Linked DNA regions of Danio rerio: region 1 is linked to region 2. Evidence: chromatin contacts called from public HiCAR-type data. All regions are on one chromosome and are shown on one strand. Each heading gives the region's core, a stretch centred on a gene start, on an enhancer-like site or on the middle of the called end of the contact. The rest is flanking DNA. Distances are from core to core; before and after follow the strand shown. Region 1 holds the start of mecom (MDS1 and EVI1 complex locus). Region 2 overlaps mecom (MDS1 and EVI1 complex locus).

Region 1 (2,700 bases), core at 30-2,529, 230 kb before region 2:
GTGCAATGGTGTACTTATTCTTTTGTGCATATATTTTATTTAGTATAAAATAATAACAAATTATGTTTTATATAACTTTTATATATTATATTGTATATATATATATTATATTTTGTGTTTCAATCTAATAAGTTGCATGCATGTATGTGAATAAATATTGGCCCATTTTATTGTTCTTTTGATATGCAAGACAAATTCTTATTTGGGCAATTTAGCTGAGTTTTAGATCAATTCTAATATGGCTTTATTAGATATCAAGATATTTTTAATGATCACTGATATTTGATAATTGCATCATGATTTGTATATTTAAAGAACCATCATTTTCTCCTCTTCTGTTTACTCTTGTGGGTTTTATTCGAGTAAGCTTTAGTAAGTGCTGGTCAGCTCAGATAGTCGTGGGCGGCAGCTGATGTTTGTTCTGCGCCATTCATTTTTATGCAGAGTGATGTCAGATTAATTGGATCCGTTTTAGAAATACTTAGCAATCAATACCGCCAGTGAGGGGCAAGCGACCCTTTTAAAGGTTCATGGGCAAGGTCAACGTGATGTCACGCGCTTCTAATTAATGGACAATTAACTTAATGACCCAAGAGTTTCACAAATTCTCACCCGTCTTGAAAACTAATAATAAATAACATAAAGCTAATAAATTCGTTATACAGGTCCAGGATAATTTATCATATCAGATAAAGGTCTACAGTGCAATACATTTAATTTGAAGATTGCTGGACATCGATGAAAAGGCATCAGAGATCACATTTCATTTCACATAAAAATTAGAGTAGCCTATATTTGTGATAAACAACTCAACTGCTACCTGATAACATTAACACCTTTGTTTTACACACTTGGAAATAATTGATTGTTTTACAGTTTTCATTTTTTAATTCTGTATCAGTGTATTTGGTCATTAACTGGCATTAAATCATAAAGAGAGAGACTAAACTTTACAGATTAATAATTGTCGCATAAAGGAAAAAAATATTCAGCGGGCTGCCCTCGGTACAGACTGCCCACGCGCCTGCTGAGGGAGGGGGAGAGAAGTAAAAGTTTATCATTTTCATAAATTCATAACGATGGTCAAGTCTCAATTAAACAACATAAAACGTTTAATGAAAACGTTTTACAATAGTCATTTACCCGAACAGTGATTAATGCGTCTTCATTTAAAACACAAAAGACCGGGCGCCTTGGACGCTCGAGACTGCTTCATTATAATTAATGTCTCCGGTTCCTCGTGCACCCGGAGGTCGCGAATAGCTCCGTCCCGCGCCCACTGATCTCTGAAGATCTGACACGAGAGGGATCTCGCCGGCTATTGCAACCTGACAAGATCTGTAATACTTGGGTGATGAATCGTTCCAAACTTTTTTGACGATGCTGGCAGCTCGGGGCTGTGCGCATGTGCGAAGGTGTCCAAACTGACAATGCTGGAGAGATAGTGCGTCTGGGATTGAGAATCACAGAGAAAAAGGACAGAGGAAAAAAGAAAAAGGAGGAAAAGATTCGAGAAAAAATCCGACGAACCCACGCCGAAAGACGGGCATCATGAGGTCCAAAGGCAGGGCAAGGAAACTGACCACTGGTAGGTGCAACATCTCCTTTTTAGCCCTTTTCAAACTGCCATCTTGTCCATGTTTATGATGCATAGAAACATTTTAGTCTCTAAACAGTTACAGTCAGCAGAGCCCAGCAATATTACTTGCTTGCGGAGGTTGAGGAAAAGCTAAACGAGAAGCGTCGCTCGCGATCGGACATGGCAAACCTAGATTCGAAACTGGCATCAAAGTTGCGCGTGGCGCGCAAACTTTTTAACTATCGCATGCTGTAATCGCGTTCTCTATTCGAGCCCCGAGCGCCCCGGTGTTCGATAAAAAAACACCTCCGTGCAAGTTTCTACGGCTCCGGTCACATCAATTTGCAGCAGCGACTTTGAAAAGACAGCTTCGCCTATAGTCGACAACAGAAAGCCAGCTGCGGAGGCACGCTTTTAAATGCAAACAGGTAGCTTACCATCTGATGTTACGACAGGCAATCTAATGAACTGCACATATGCTAGATTAACAGGACTGTGATAAAAAAGTGCTTTGAAGTATTTTTGATTTGTGGACATTTCTTTTTTTTTCCCTGTGCAATTGTCGAAAGTGGTTGTGCAACAAGTGATCAAATCCCGTTATGAATTTTTGTTCCGGTATGAACAGCCTGGAGAAATGTTTTTGTTTGTTATGGCCCTCTAAACGGTCGGCTGTAATCTTAGCTTTTGATTACGGGTTGCCTTAGGCGCTTGTTTGAGTTGACGTTCAATGCGTGTGTTCAATGCCACGCCACAACACAAGCTCAAACGCCGAAACTCAACATCAAGTAGTTAGTGGGAAGCTGTTCCCCTCCTCAATAGATTTATTCGGAACGAATGTATTTCGCTCAGGTCTGTGAATAATTCGGCCCCCTCGTGCGCAGTGGGCTGCAGAGTCTGATTTGAGCAATTTTCTTAACTTTTCTTTTTTGTTGCTCTTTTGCAATAAACAACGAAAATCCATGCAATATTTCCATATTTCACAGTGCTTATAGGCATCGGAGCAGAGATAAAAGTTTTTTTAAGCTCAAGTTTCACTATATATACTGTAAACCTGAGAAACTCGAAAGAAAACAAACAACATGCCAACTAAAGTATTTTTTGCAGCCTGCGTATATTATTTT
Region 2 (2,700 bases), core at 106-2,605:
TTGGATTGCTGCACAGATGAAAAGTTCTCCTCTCTCCACAGAAGAACGCTGGACGTTAGATAGATTGACCAACAGGTTATTGATCACCTCCCTGACTAAGGCCCTTCTCCACCGATCACTCAGCTTAGATAGCCAGCCAGCTCTAGGAAGAGTCCTGGTGGTTCTAAACATCTTCCACTTATGATTGATGGAGGCCACTGTGCTCATTGGAACTTTCAGAGCAGCAGAAATTTTTCTGTAACCTTCCCTAGCCTTGTGCCTCAAGACAATCCTGCCTCGGAGGTCTACAGACAATTCCTTTGTCTTCATGCTCTGTTTGTGCTTTGACATGCACTGTCAACCCTGGGACCTTATATAGACAGGTGAATGCCTTTTCAAATCATGTCCAATCAACCGAATTCACCACAGGTGAACTCCAATTAAGCTGCTGAAACATCTCAAGAATGATCAGTGGAAACAGAATGTACCTGAGCTCAATTTAGAGCACAGGTGTCAAACTCAGTTCCAAAAGGGCCGCAGCTCTGCACAGTTTAGTTCCAACCCTAATTAAACACACCTGATGAAACTAATTGAGTCCTTCAGGCTTGTTTGAAACCTACATGTAAGTGTGTTGGAGCAGGGTTTGAACTAAACTGTGCAAGGCTTCGGCCCTCCAGGGATTGAGTTTGACACCCCTGATTTAGAGTGTCACGGTAAAGGCTGTGAATACTTCTGTAGATGTGATTTTTCAGGTTTTTTATTTTTAATAAATTTGCAACAATTTCAAAAACTCATTTTTTATATTGTCGTTATGGAGCGTTGTGTGTTGAATTTTAAGGAAATAAATTAATTTAATTAATTGTAGAATAAGGCTGTCACATAAAAATTGAAGCGCTTGAAGACTTAATTTAAAGATTACTAGTCAATGAACAATTGTATTGTAGATGGCTATATTATTGACATGTTTTACAGTACTACGAATTCGAAATTTCCAGCTTTTCCCATTTGGGTTTTAGAGACACTCTTCATTCTCCAGCATCACCTAATTTATGTTTTAAAAACGTTACCTTTGACACTGCTGTGGACTTTATCGCACCCAATGGCCGGCATACAGTGTGCCCTGTTTATATACATGTGTGTGTGTGGAAATGAAGGGGAAGTATCTGTGATTACCACAGCCCCAAATCATAAAACCCCTCCCGTTCCCCCTTCCCCCCCGAGGTGGCAAATTCCAACGGTCGGCCGTGTGCCGCACGGTGCCTGAGGCCACACTTCAGGAGAGACTTCTCAACCCTGAAAATCAGCGGTGTGAATACAAGTCCAGCACTTCCCACCTATGTTTTTTAAGGAAGAAAAAAAAAACGCATCCCCCCGTGGCCCCTATAAGTCTCACGGTTTGAATAGAGCATTGTACTGCAGACTACTGGTTCTGTTTTAGACCGGCCTGTGTTATTGCGCCCGAGTCACGTCTTGTCATTCCCGCTGTCAAAGCAATTAACTTCATGTTAGCCAGAGAACACAATCTATCTGTTTCACACCCCGACGGTCTGGCGCAACGGGTCCAGGCACTTACATGAGTGCGTTTCATATCCAAAACAGAAATGATGCTTGTACTAACCGATCCTCCAGGGAAGCATCATCTTTCAACATTAAAACTGTTTATGCTGAAATTTGTGATCTGTTTCTGGTAGCAGTAACAGTAAACTCCTCCTACTTTAATTTGATTGGCAGTGTCAATCATTTTGAATTTGACAGACACTGTTAATTGACCAGGCTATAAATATATCACTTTTACAGCTTTTTGAATTCTAACACTTAAAAATGATTCATTGGATTCACTATACTCAAACAAATTGCTCATGCCGCTTGTTTAAACTCATTTAACATGAGTTGAACCAACACAATTCTTTTTTTTTTTGACAACGTATTTGTTTTGTTAAATCTACTTAAATTTGTAAAACTACTAAGTTCACTTAATCGATTTTTGTTTGGACAGCATGAAGGAAGTAAGTGGAACCCAGCTTTTTTTCAGTGTATAAAATGTAATGTAAGTGGTTGCAAACAATCTATATGGCTGAATATAAACAATTTACGAGGTACACTTTTGTACTTTTTATTATGTACCATTAAGGTATTGATAAGGACCTTTAGTTATAAATGTATACCTTTTGAAAAGGTACTACCACAGTGACAGCACTTGTACCTTTATTTGTGCTTTTTCCAACTACTTAGTATAAATAATGGGGGGTGCTTATTTAATTTATCTTCAGTCTACTTAAATTTGCTAAAATGATTAAGTTAACTTAATCAATTTATGTTAAGACAATATGAAGGAATTGTGTTGCCTTAAAATTTTAAGTTGAGTCAACTTTTTTTTTTACAGTGCAGTTGTCATATGTCAACTCCAGTCTGACCCTCTCTTTCAACATAAACACTGAAAATGGGTTTTTGATGATTGTTCCAACTGTTTATTTAAAATGAGCTGAATTGTCACAAAATGTCACAACCACTTACTTTTATAAAATGAGTGAATCTAATGAAACGTTTTTTTCATTGAATCAGAGAAAACTTTTTTTGCTTCCCAATGATGAATGTGTGAAGATGCGACAACGTTGTCTGTTCGTATAGCTGTTTGCTCTATATTTCTATTGTAAAACCATAAAAACAGTTCATACAATTGTCACATGTCAACTCCAGTCTTTCCCTCTCTTTAAACATTAA

What was found. HiCAR-type assays count read pairs that join an accessible place to other places.
Region 1: a contact with region 2 is called in a HiCAR-type map of caudal fin, with 10 times the contacts expected there. The contact joins the promoter of mecom here to the enhancer-like site in region 2. A contact is called at or near these places in 7 of 18 Hi-C or Micro-C datasets (caudal fin, embryo and hematopoietic stem cells) and 2 of 4 datasets of contacts at active chromatin or transcription factors (caudal fin and embryo).

Annotation. Positions count from the first base shown.
Region 1 is chr15:38,330,764-38,333,463 of GRCz12tu, reverse strand. It overlaps mecom (MDS1 and EVI1 complex locus), which reads left to right and starts at 1,279. Exons shown (of 16, transcript XM_073923918.1): 1 at 1,279-1,588. The coding sequence starts at 1,552.
Region 2 is chr15:38,098,861-38,101,560 of GRCz12tu, reverse strand. The region is part of intron 2 of mecom (MDS1 and EVI1 complex locus); the gene reads left to right. Among named protein-coding and RNA genes, the nearest start is that of egfem1, 220 kb to the right of the region's middle. Within about 2 kb of position 1,355, at least 5 of the 62 cell types and tissues checked have an H3K27ac peak or open chromatin away from gene starts, as enhancers often do.